Linked DNA regions of Mus musculus: region 1 is linked to region 2. Evidence: chromatin contacts called from public Micro-C data. All regions are on one chromosome and are shown on one strand. The core of a region is the stretch at or near the end of the contact, and the rest is flanking DNA. Distances in the headings are between cores, read along the strand shown.

Region 1 (6,436 bases), core at 1,539-4,038, 1.1 Mb before region 2:
ACATGGAGCCCTGGGGCTGTGCTAATGGATCATCACACTGGCCTCCTTTCTTATGCCTGGAATCCTCTGCCTGTTTCCAGTCAGTGTGCTTGCACATCGCCTTGTGGATGGGTTCACAGGGCTGTGGGGAAATTAGCAAGATTTTATTGAAAGGACCCAGATGTAGCTGTCTCTTGTGAGACTATGCCGGGGCCTAGCAAACACAGAAGTGGATGCTCACAGTCAGCTAATGGATGGATCACAGGGCTCCCAATGGAGGAGCTAGAGAAAGTACCCAAGGAGCTAAAGGGATCTGCAACCCTATAGGTGGAACAACATTATGAACTAACCAGTACCCCGGAGCTCTTGACTCTAGCTGCATATGTATCAAAAGATGGCCTAGTCGGCCATCAGTGGAAAAAGAGGCCCATTGGACACGCAAACTTTATATGCCCCAGTACAGGGGAACGCCAGGGCCAAAAAGGGGGAGTGGGTGGGTAGGGGAGTGGGGGTGGGTGGGTATGGGGGACTTTTGGTATAGCATTGGAAATGTAAATGAGCTAAATACCTAATAAAAAATGGAAAAAAAAGAGAAAATTACTCCAAAAAAAAAAAAGTTAAAAGATGAAACCTTCCTCTCTCTCTGACAAGAGCACAGAAGCTCTCCTGTGTGTGTGTGTGTGTGTGTGTGTGTGTGTGTGTGTGTGTAGATTAACATGGGCATCTTCTCTGTTTCTGAGACAGGGTCTCTCACTCAACCTGGAGCTCACTCATTGCCTAGGCTGGCAGCCAGTGAGCTTTTAGGATCTCCCTATCTCTGCCTCCCCAGTGCTGGGGTTACAGGCCCATGCTGCTGCTGCTGGAGGCTGTTCTTCCTCCCTCCCTCCCTTTTCATGTTGATGCAGGGGAATCCAAGCTTGTATCTTCATTCTTATGACCCAAGTGCTCTTTAATCCACTGAATAATCTCTTCAGCTTCCAGCGGAGTCCCTTCTTTTCTGAGAAGCAAACCGACTGAAGGGTTGGGAAGTTTATGAGGGACCACTGGCTCCAAGCTCACCTCAGGCGCTTCTCTGCACTCTCCTTCCAGTAACAGATGCCCACGTCAGCTCTCTCTGTTACTGGGTTTTGGAGTCCAGACTTTGTGTGCTTCTATGGCATCCTTTCCCTGGTATAGCCAGGTCTTATCCATCCATCATCTCACCAGCCCCAGCCCAGTCAATGGCATGCAGTGGTGCTCACTGAATGTACACCGCATCCACCCCAGGGCTCATGTTTCTGGGATCTGACATCACAAGAGCATCTCAGAATGTCATCTTACCATTCACTTTGCCCAGGTGTTAGCAGGAGGAAATGAAGGCCACGGGACCAGCCGTCCATTTACCCGGAAACTTCTGCTCAGAGAAAGAGTCAGGGCTACTTATCATGAACTTCCAGTGCCCTTGGCCAGGGTCCGGAATTTCCTGAATTTTAGATTTCTCTTCTCTCCTTTCTTATCTCTCATTTTTTGGTAGTGGGGTGGGGGAGGGGCATCCCAGTAATATTTGCACCCCAGGAACCCAGTCTATGTTCACAAAAGCCTTTCTGCCTCATTGAAAAGCTTCTTGCAGACCCTTCCCCACAGGTCTGAGGAGACAGCTCACTGTGATATAGAACTAGCTAGACATGGGTAAGGCCATACATTCAACCATCAGTACTGCAAAAACCATCCCACATGCTCCTCCACGGGTCAGGGGGACTTAGTGCTGGATAGAAATGTGTAATTGGTGGGTGGGTGGGGGTGGAAAGTGGAAAGAGAAGCGTGGAGATGCGGTTCGTGTGTCTCAGTTCTCCTGGCTGGGGAGGCAGAATGCCTACATTCCAATCCATCCACTCCGCCAAGGTGTTCTCCCCCACACCCTCAGCAGCAAGGTCAAAAAACTGGCCTTTTCACAGCCTTCAAAAGGCCAGAGGGATGTGCTGCAGCCACAAACAAGATTCCCCTAATCTTTTAACAAAGAGTTTACAAATTTATTTTAATTAGTATTCAGACCTTCTAAGTTAGCCTAATTACAGCCATGCTGGGCCTTTTAAATACTCCTAACTTTCATTCCTTGTGTTTAAGTCTCTCCTGCTTTCCTTCCATTGCAAGCAAATGTCTGTCTTGTTAATTCCCTCGGACAGCGTGGGAGACAGTTCACTTCAGTCTGCAGCTCCTGTCTCCATTCTACGTTTTTGCACATTGTTTGGAATTCAGGAAAGTTGATATCTTAGGTCGGATATGCAGTGGGGCTAGAAGGAAAGTACTAAGCTCACCAGGAGCGAGGAGGAGAAATATCCAGAAGTCATTCGCTTCAAGTCTATCCAAATCTCCTAAACTTGTCCTGGGGAGCTTTAAAAAACATTGCTAGCCAGGACATCGCCCCGGGGGTTGGGGGTTCTAATTTAAGTCCGGAATGCCACTTGGCCATCTTTTAAAAATCATCTTCTTTTAAAATCACCAATTTATTTCCACATTGCAAACCACTGACACGAATTTCTCATTGTTCTGCTCTGGGGGGCGGGGGGGGGGAACGGAGGGGGAAGGGCTCGCGTGCAAAAGGAGTCAGGGTGAGAGTTAGCGCGCGTTATTCCCAGCGCAAGGCAGAGAGTGAAGCAGGAAATCTGGCACCTGTGCTTTTCGCAGCCCACCAACGCCGCAAGGGCCGGAAAAACAGCGCGTGCGGCGATGCTACACACGCAGCCCTGGGGGGGCGGGGTGGATGGGCGGGCCCGATTTGGGCCCCGCCCCTGCACGCCTATCGGCGCGCGGTGCGGGCCCTGACGTCACTCTTGTCAGGGCAGCGGCACATGGACTGCCTGATGCGCTGAGCCCGGCGCTGCGGGGCCGCGGAGCGCGGGGAGCAGCGGCCGCGGCGGGGAGGGGGGTGGGGCGGGACGGCACAGCCTCCGGTGCTCGCGCGAGGGGCCGGGGCCCGCGCTTTGCCTTCTGCTCATCTGCAGCCGTCTACGTTTTCAAAATTTCTCTCTTTCCTTTTTCCCCCCACCTCCTTGCAATTTTGAACATTTTGCAAGACTGAGTGTTGGAGGCAGGTGAGAAAGCATCCTGCACTGGGTCGGAGGAGTCCGCGGCGCTAGATGCGCCTTCCCTGGACTGTCGGCACTGAGAACACGAAAGTTTTTTTGTTTTTGTTTTTGTTTTTTTTTGATATTTGTATGCTGATGTATTTACAAAGACAGAAGTGATTTTTTTTTTTCTTCCTTGTCTGCACTGTTTTGAAAGCGAGTACTTTTGGTTGGCAAAGGACGGAGGAAACAAAGCTCATCAACATTTCGGGGCGGCGATTGGCCTTCTTTTTAAAAAGACAATTGAGTGCATCACGATGGAGAAAATGTCCCGACAGCTCCCCTTGAACCCCACCTTTATCCCGCCTCCCTACGGCGTGCTCAGGTCCCTGCTGGAGAACCCGCTGAAGCTCCCCCTTCATCCTGAAGACGGTGAGCGTTGCCTCGGCAGCTGGGCTCAGGGAAGGGACTACACTCCCAGGGACCCCCCTAGTCGGCTGGGAGGGCACCAGCATCTTTCTTCCCCTCGCCTTGCTTTAGTGAAATTGGGGGGCTTACTCCCTCTTTCTCCTCAATGCAAAGGGGATCCCTCCGGGGCAACATTTGAAATAGCGCTGGGAACCTGGCTCGCCTGCCTTTCTAGGTCTGTCCTCCTGCAGCGCAGGTGACAGGTGAACTTGACAGGTCAGGATCGCTGCTTTGAGTGACAGGGTGTGCGCTTCCCTGGGAGACTAGTGTCTCTGGGACTGGAGAGGAGAAAGGGCGGGAGGTGGCTGGTTGGAGCCTGGCAGAGAGGGGGGGGTCAAAGTAAATGGGGGTTCTCACTCGGCGGCAGCCTGAATATTCGGATCGTGTTAGTGTTTTGTGTTGTGAACTCACGCGGCATGAGCGGAGAGGCGCTTTCTCCCGCAGACCCGCAATTCACAAAGCGGGGTGGGGGTGGGGGGAGTGGTCTGTCGGCGGGAAGCGGTGCACGCCTCCAGCGCTGACACTTTCCCGGTGCTCTCTTCCCGGTGGGAGGGGAGAGCTGAGCAGGCTCACGTGTAACCGCGTGCAGGAGCCTCCTCTGGCTTGAGCCCTTTCTTGGTAAGTCTCAAACCTTCCCTAGGCAACCGTGGCTTGGAGCTAAGGAGACGGGTAGGGGGATATGGTGGGGAGTGGGGGGGGGGCTGGGGGTAGATGCATGTGAGACCTAGCTGGGAACGCAATTGATGCCAGAACGGATTTGTGTTTTGGGCCGGTGCAGTTTCTTGCCTTTGGTGTTATCACAGTGACAGAAGCGAATTATGCTGCTCCTGCATAAATTCTTGAAAAGATTATTTGGCTGGAAATAGCTTCGGGGTGTTTGCATCAATTTCCCTGGGAGAGAACGCCTGTTGCATTGCAAGAGTTGCTGGTGCTTGATTGCGCGTGCAGACCGCCCCCCACCCCCAATACCCTCCCGCACTGCTTCTTAAGGAGTAGCATTTGGGAGAAATCTGCGGATGCGTTAGGCTTTTGTGGTCGATGTTTTTAAGCCTAACTCTAATGAGACTGCGGAGGATTTGAAGATTCGAATGGGTGGCGGTGGGACTACATTTCTCTAATGAGAAACAAAACAAAACAAAACTCAGAATCAAATTCTCTAATCCCTGATTCCACCCACACCTGAATATTGGCAAAATGCAGACAGCTCGGTAAAGACCAATCCGGGGGTGCTGTATTTCCAGGCAGGAAATAGCTGCATTCTTACCCTCAGAGAGTAGAACACAGCACCTTTGCATAGTACTGCCTTGTGATGGGGTACATAAATGTTTGCTTTCTTTTTGTAAATTAGGTAATATTTAAATGTTTGGGGGGAAAAGGAAAAAGAATCCACCTTCTAAAACAGACTTAGTCCTCTTGAGGGTTCTAAGCAAATGGATGAGTTCGAAAGTACTTCATTTCTACCCCGTCACCCCGGCCTGCCCACCCCTCCCCCCACAGTCTCCTTCTATGGTGAGAGAGCACCCTTATCTTCCTTGTAAATGGGGGATAATTGTAGGCTTGCACGTTTATTGAGATAATACATGGAAAGGAATAACGCAGAAACGACGCGTAGTATTAAGGGAAGGTGGGGGCGGGGACTGCTTACTAAGACTAAGCTTGCATACCCTGGTTTGTAAGTCAGAATGACCTCAGATTCTTGCGGTCATCACTTTCTAAAAGGTAGAATCATACCAAGTTATCGGTGGTCCCCTTTAAAAATCCCATCAGTTGTATATATTCTCCGGTGTTATTTTCTCAGTATAGATTTCGGTGACTTAGCCCTTCAAATAACACACCGAGGAAGGATTATTCTCTTGTTTTCATTCCAGATCAGTCGGTAGCCCCGTCCTGTCCTACAGACCAGAAAGCTCTTTCTTTCCAAAGTAAATAGGAAGATGTCGAAACTCTAGATCTACCAGAGGCAGCAGCCAGAGGCCTCGGTGCCCCCAGAAGTCATTTTGTAACCGATGGCAGGAAGGCTGGTGACAGACTGACCCCTTTTCTTTTCTGTTTTAAAAAAAACAAAGCTCACCTTTCCCTTTTTCTTCTTCAGCATTTAGTAAAGAAAAAGACAAAGGAAAGAAGCTGGACGATGAGAGCAGCAGCCCGACCGTCCCCCAGTCCGCCTTCTTGGGACCCACCTTATGGGACAAAACCCTTCCCTATGACGGAGATACTTTCCAGCTGGAATACATGGACTTGGAGGAATTCCTGTCAGAGAATGGCATCCCCCCGAGTCCGTCGCAGCACGACCACAGCCCTCACCCCCCTGGCTTGCAACCAGCTTCCTCCACGGCGCCCTCGGTCATGGATCTCAGCAGCCGGGCCACAGCGCCCCTCCACCCGGGCATCCCGTCTCCGAACTGTATGCAGAGCCCCATCAGACCAGGTAAATTCTGGAAGGTTCACCCGTGTTAGATGTGGGGGACAAGACGGAAGTGGGGCGAGCGAGGTTGGCAAGAGTTGGAGATCTTAACACACATTTCTAGAGAGGAGCCCTCTCTTCCTGTTCTGAGGAGCCTTCCTCCTTCAGAGCATGCGTAGCTCTCACCTGCAGAGCCAGTTAGAATACTCTATGGACCTGCCCTTAAGAAGCTGATGTTTTCCGGGTCTGGGGTTTGAACCCAGACTTCATTTTAACCAAATCCCAGGGGAATTCTGAGTGGTTGATTCGAAGGCTATAGTTTGTGATACTCCAGCCTGGAGTTAATGAACGGGCTAATGGGTTAATGTAAAACAAACATCTATCCTATCTCCTACCGCCTTCTCCTGGTCCCCAAACACAAGGGTAATAGAATCTCGCTGGATAATTTGGGTAGACCCCAGAAAGTTAACTCATATTCACTCTTCTCTGGCCTAAAGGGGTCACTGCGAGTAGACATGCAGGGCTCTTCTTTTTCTTCTTT
Region 2 (6,757 bases), core at 905-3,404:
AAAACAATGATTGTTCCTAAATTGTTCCTATTTGTTCTTGAGGGTGTCCTAGAACTCACTGTGCAACTCAGGCTGGCCTTGAACTCATAATCCCCTCTCCCCAGCCTCCCATATGCAGGGACCACACTGATCCCAGTAGGTCACTTTTTTCTCCAGTGGTGACCAAAGCAAGACCTTGTTATAGACAGAACCCAGAGAGTCTAATTCTACTTGTCTAGTCATTACAGCTGTGGGAAGTGTTCACACCTGAAACTGGGCATCTCTCTCTATGGCTGAGGTCTTGCAGAAAAGTCATACAATGCAGTGCTTTCCCCCCTTAGGGGACTAGAAGGAAAACTAGACCTTCTAGTTTTGTTTGACCTTCTAGTTTTGTTTGACCAAACACACTAGACCTTCTAGTGTGTTTGAGGCTGTGACACTGGGAATGCCTAACTCCCACTCCTGGTGAATTCCAGGACATTCACTCCAGATATCTCTCCTCCACCCCTATCCAGATGGGATCACGTCACCATCATAAAGGACTCTGAGCTCGGTCTTGACCCAGCTCTTCCTCCAAAGGAAAACAGTTCCCATTTCTCATCAAAGGGTTTATTCCTTCTTTTCAATAAGCAGTGTCCCTTTGCTGGGCTGAATTTGGATTAGTGACCTAACTCAGTTGTTAGAACTATAAGATGGTTGGGGGGGGGGGGGAACTTAGGTCACTAATCCAAAAACTAAAGTTTAGAGTGCCACCCAAGCGACTTACCCAAGGTCTACATAGATGTGCCAGAGTGGACAGCATCCAGAACTAGGGTACCTTATTTCTAGTATACATTTCCTTTTCTAGTCACCACTCTCTGCCCACTGAGGCTGTTTGCCCCAGCCAGATGATGCAAACCTGTGTACTTGTGAAATCGAAGTACCTTGGAGGAAAATCTCAGGATCTTTGTTTACACTAAGTCTGGAGATCTATGAGAAAGCATTCAAAAGCATAAAGTGCCTGTCAGTGTGTAAATATGGCACAGATGCGCACACACACACACACACACACACACCAGCCAGAACTAAATGCAGGGATCACAAAGGGCCAGCAGAGGGCGCGCCGCCCCCAGGGAGGTGAGAGCTAGTTGTACCAAGCAGCGAAGATTAGGAGAGCCACAGGCTAGGAGGATGTACCTCTATCTCCCCGCCACTCACCCGGTAGGACTAGGCGAAGGAGGAGGGTGAGAAGACCCCCGACTCCCCGCTTCGTGGATCTGAGGGGCAGAGAAGGGGTGCTACCTAGAAATTACATCACGCTGCGCAACGCTGCGGCTCTTGGTGTGTGTGTGTGTGTGTGTGTGTGTGTGTGTGTGTGTGTGTGTGTGTGTGTGTGTGTGTGTTGGGGGGAGGGGACTTACCCCAAGCCCGAGAGAGAGAGAGAGAGAGAGAGAGAGAGAGAGAGAGAGAGAGAGAGAGAGAGAGAGAGAGAGAGTGTAAAAAAGACACGCACCCGGGAAAATGCTCCATGCACATGGAGAAATTTCTTGCTAGGAACTGCACTGGAAACCGGGCCCCCGGCATCTCCCTGCTGCTCCCCTCCCGGTACAAATCACTCAGCTAGTGAGAGTCCCCCAGCCCCACCTCGACAACCCCACACCCCTCAACTCCAGCCCTGCACCCTCCAGCCTGGCTCCAGCGCCGCCACGAGCTTTCCCCGGGACTGGCCCTGGCGGGGCGCCTAGAGCCCCATTGCATTGCTCCAGGAGAAAGGAGGGGGGCGGTGCATTTTGTAGGAGGAGGAGAACCGGGGCGGGGGTTGGGGGGGGGAGAGAAAATTGCGCGGAGACCTGCCAAGCGCCACCGCCGCCGCCGCCACCGCCGCTGCCGCGCCGCCGCCGCCTGTGAGCTCCGGCGGGCAGCCTGACTGTCGGCTTCCCGGGGCATCTGGGTCCGGCGGGGCACAGTCCTGGGCGCTGCCGGAGCCGCCGCCGCCGCCGCCGCCGCGGCGACCAGTGCAGTCGCTTTCCCCCCGAGCCCGTGCGTCTCCGGCTCCTCGCGGGTGGAGGAGTTGGGGGTGGGGTTGTTGTTTGGGGGGAAGAAGGGGGAGGGGGCAACGCGGAGAGAGAGTCAGTGGTTTCCATGGTGATGGAGCTGAAAGTGCAGGAAATTTAAAGGCTTGGACCCTGCGAGACAGACAAACCGGTGCCAACGTGCGCGGACGCCGCCGCCGCCACCGCCGCCACCGCCGCTGGAGTCCGCCGGGCAGAGCCGGCTGCGCTGCCCGGAGCAGGCAGAGAGAAGTGGCCCAGGACCCGCTCTACCGGAGGCTCCGCACAGAGAAACAAGACGCCGAGCGACCGGAGGAGGAGGAGGGAAAAGGCTCGTCCACGCGCCCTGCGCCGCCGGCAGCCCGGGAGAACAGCGAGGAGCCGGCGCCCCCAGCGCCCCACGGTCGCGCTGGAGTAATCTCGGATGCCCGACCGCGGCCGCCTTCCCAAGTAGAGCGGCGGGGGGGAATTGCGACCAACTCGTGCGCGTCTTCTGCGCCGCGGCGGGAGCCGGCGCTGCGCGAACGGCTCTCCTCGCGGCTCATGCTGCCTGCCCTGCGCCTGCTCAGCCTCGGGTGAGCCACCTCCGGAGGGACCGGGGAGCACGGCAGCGCCGCGGACTCGGCGTGCTCTCCTCCGGGGACGCGGGACGAAGAGGCAGCCCCGGGGCGCGCGCGGGAGGCATGGAGCGCTGCCCCAGCCTGGGGGTCACCCTCTACGCCCTGGTGGTGGTCCTGGGGCTGCGGGCAGCACCAGCCGGCGGCCAGCACTATCTACACATCCGCCCAGCACCCAGCGACAACCTGCCCCTGGTGGACCTCATCGAACATCCAGACCCTATCTTTGACCCTAAGGAGAAGGATCTGAACGAGACGCTGCTGCGCTCGCTGCTCGGGGGCCACTACGACCCGGGCTTTATGGCTACTTCGCCCCCTGAGGACCGACCCGGAGGGGGCGGGGGACCGGCTGGAGGTGCCGAGGACCTGGCGGAGCTGGACCAGCTGCTGCGGCAGCGGCCGTCGGGGGCCATGCCGAGCGAGATCAAAGGGCTGGAGTTCTCCGAGGGCTTGGCCCAAGGCAAGAAACAGCGCCTGAGCAAGAAGCTGAGGAGGAAGTTACAGATGTGGCTGTGGTCACAGACCTTCTGCCCGGTGCTGTACGCGTGGAATGACCTAGGCAGCCGCTTTTGGCCACGCTACGTGAAGGTGGGCAGCTGCTTCAGCAAGCGCTCCTGCTCTGTGCCCGAGGGCATGGTGTGTAAGCCATCCAAGTCTGTGCACCTCACGGTGCTGCGGTGGCGCTGTCAGCGGCGCGGGGGTCAGCGCTGCGGCTGGATTCCCATCCAGTACCCCATCATTTCCGAGTGTAAGTGTTCCTGCTAGAACTCGGGGGGGCCCCCTGCCCGCGCCCAGACACTTGATGGATCCCCACCAACGCCCCCCCTACCCCCACCACCTCCAACCAGTTTCACCACCCTCTAGCGAGGGTTTTCAATGAACTTTTTTTCTTCTTGGCTACAGAGACCTGGCTTTCTGGTTCCTGTAATGCACTGTTTAACTGTGTAGGAATGTATATGTGTGTGTATATACGGTCCCAGTTTTAATTTACTTATTAAAAGGTCAGTATTATACGTCAAAAGTTACCCGGCTTCTACTGTATTTTAAAAAGGCAAGCAAAAGGAAAAAAGAGCAGAGAAAAGAGAGACTTATTCTGGTTGTTGGTAATAATGTTAACCTGCTATTTATATCCCAGTACCCTTCGCATGGCGAAGCAGGGGGGAAAAGTTATTTTTTCTTAAAAGTACAAAGAGAGGGGGAACTTTTGTAGAAGGACTTTTTTTTTAAAAAAAAGCTATTTTCCATTCTTCGGAAAGTGTTTTGATTTTCCTTAGACCTCGAAGAAGTTATAGAGTTCAATGTTATTTTACAGTTATTGTAAATATAGAGAACAAATGGAATGACTAATCATTGTAAATTAAGAGTATCTGCTATTTATTCTTTATAATATCCCGTGTAGTAAATAAGGAAGAAGTGCAGAACAGGATTAAAGAAAACCACTAAAACCGACTGGGCTCTACACTGTGATTCACTTGTGTTGGTGATTGATGGGGGGGTGGGTGTCGCCGAGCTTACTACGCCTATTGGGAGACATGCTCATCCGTTCGTACTCCCCCCCCCCTTGTGGGGTGATGAAGGTGACTGTAAAATTTTCAGTGTGTGTGCCGGGGCGGGGGGGGGGGGGTGTTATTCTCAAACCCCATCTTTTAAGTATCATGTGGCTTTCTGCAGAGTCTCCAAGGGTACCCTCCCCGGTGACACGAAAGCTCAGGCCTATAGTGACCTCGACACCCAGCCGGCCCCCTGGAGCTGACCCCGGGCTGGGCCGATGAGGGCGGGAGGGAGGGGGCGGCTGCTTTGTCCAGGCTGACAGGCCCTTCACAATGGGGACACGTGTCTTTCACACCTTCCCTGGGGGCGGAGTGCCGCTGAAACTTGACCCCCGAGGAATGGGGGGGGGTGTCAGAGCGCGCCCACCCAGATCCAGCCACCCCTCCCTCCTTGCACCCCCACCACAATATCCAGCCCTTGTTAACCCTTTGCACGCCCAGAAACTATGGTGGTTACGGCTAAAGTGACCCCTTGAATTCAACTACATACAACCTCAGGGATCCTGCAGGTCTGGAGCCCCCACGTCCCAGACCCACAACTGACTAGGGAGAGATAATTTGGATATTTGACACTCACATGGGCCTCTTCCAGGACCTAAGGAAGACTGAGGTCCCAAATTTCAGAGGTGTGTGAATCTGGGTACAAATCACCAACTCTGGGACCTGCACTGAGGAGAGGGACATGACACCCCCCTTCCCTGGACATTTACTCCACTTGGGGTTGAGAAGGGAGGGGAAATCAAAATGGGATTTTTGCTCTTTAGGACAGATGCAAAGTTACCCCTTAAAGGTTCGGGTGAATATCACTGTACCCCACCCTTAAAAATTCATTTTCTTGGAACCGGCTCTAGACTCTCCCGTGCATCTCTTCACCTCAATCCCCAGTGGCCGTCATCCACTCAGCTCCACGTGGGCCGGCTTCCTGACACCGCTCCCCGCTCCTTTTATTTATCTTGGACTCCACAGTCGCTCTCCTTTGCTCCCTTCCCCACCCCCTTGCCACCTCGTCGCGCCTCCCTCCAAGCCTCCTGTCCTCTGCCTCTCCTCCCCCCCCCCCCGAGCTGCCCCCCCCCCCGGAGTCGCAGCGAATCTATGCTAATTATTTCAAACCTGCGCCGAGTCCCCAGCTCAGTCTCAATGCCCCGGGCCCCGCCCTCCCTGTCCCTCCAGCCCGGCGCTTTCTTCCCTCCCGACGCAGCCTCGGTGGCTCCTCATTTCAATAGCCTGGCCCGGGAGCCGGAGCCCCCTCCCCGGCGCTGCCTCCGTCAGCCGTGGGACAGACGTTAGGGTATTCATTAACTGGGAGCCGAGGAATAACGGCATTATTCCCCCAGAGAGGGCACCCTGCCCCCGCGACTATCTGAGGCTTCATTGTAAAAGGATTAAAAGTTAAAGACCTCCATCTTATGATTCTTTCATTTAATCTTTCTGGCGCCTGGGAGACATGCTCGATGGATGATGGCTTTTAAAATATTCCTAATGTCGGCTACCTTAAGACTCCAAGCCGGGCAAACAAACGTAATTTATTTCCAGAAGAAAGAGGATATTGAGATGTTTAAGTTTATGAACCGCCGTCCCCATGTATATTTGTTAAGTTCTGACAAATACCCAAATAACGTTAAAAATCAGCCATTCATCACTTATGAATTTATGCAAAACTTTCTATGCCCCGGGCCAATATTTTTGTAGACAGAGTTTCACTTGCGAGGGGCGGAGGAGATGGGGAGGAGGGACGAGGAGGGGGCTTGGGTCGGGGTGGGGGGGAGCCCAAAGCAAGAATTTTCATGCCTGGTAAACACGCGAATTATGCGAAGAGAGTTATTCCCAGCTGGGCGGGCAGCCAAAACTCGGAGAGCGCGCGGAGGCCAGCGCCCCCACCCCCACGTTGGTAATGTCATTGGATTACAATGCGAGGTCTTCCCTCCGCGACGCCCCCTCCTCCCGCCGCGGGCCCGCCCGCCCGCCCGCCCGCGCCCCTCCTCCCCACCCCTGCCCACTTGGAAAACCCGCTCGCAGCCGGCGAGCTTCTCGGCTTTCAGAGCCAGGAGCCAGAGTGAGCTGGGAGGACCCGCGCTGCAGACGTGACGGGCTACAGACCACCGCACTGACAGACCCGGAGGGCTGGCCCAAGAAGGCTCCGCGCGCGCACGGAGAACCCTACCGGACGCAGGCGGTCCCACAAGAAGAAGGCAGGAGGCGCTGGTCCTAGAACTAATGTGTGTGCTTGATGCCCTGGCCACTCTCTCCTCCTATTATGATTAGTGTCGATAATACTATAATTCTAAGGGAGAGGGCTGTAAGCAAAGAGGCACCGTCCCCACGGTCACCTACTCCTTACAGGAGAAAAATTGATCTAGGAGTCCTCTATGGAAGCCTGTGTCTATGAACTGACGCAGCTGCTGAGAGACAGTGTCCCCCGTAGAGATTTATAACTATGACAGACACATCGCCTCTGCCAAACCCAGTACCAGTCAGAGTCCAGAGGGTCGGGGCAACTGTCCCTCTCCTCAGGATGGTGAGGGTTCCCTTTCTTTTTTCAATGGCTCCCTTTATTTCCTGCCACCCTTTCAACACCCAGCCA

The links. A called contact is a pair of places that touch in the nucleus more often than the background predicts.
Region 1: a Micro-C map of embryonic stem cells shows a contact between it and region 2, with 4 times the contacts expected there. The contact joins the promoter of Hlf here to the promoter of Nog in region 2. A contact is called at or near these places in 2 of 484 Hi-C or Micro-C datasets (both in embryonic stem cells) and 1 of 115 datasets of contacts at active chromatin or transcription factors (astrocytes).

The regions. Positions count from the first base shown.
Region 1 is chr11:90,387,269-90,393,704 of GRCm38.p6, reverse strand. Hlf (hepatic leukemia factor) reads left to right here and starts at 2,788. Exons shown (of 4, transcript NM_172563.3): 1 at 2,788-3,455; 2 at 5,584-5,919. The coding sequence starts at 3,341.
Region 2 is chr11:89,297,956-89,304,712 of GRCm38.p6, reverse strand. Nog (noggin) reads left to right here and starts at 2,154. Exons shown (of 1, transcript NM_008711.2): 1 at 2,154-4,075. The coding sequence starts at 2,693. The coding sequence ends at 3,391.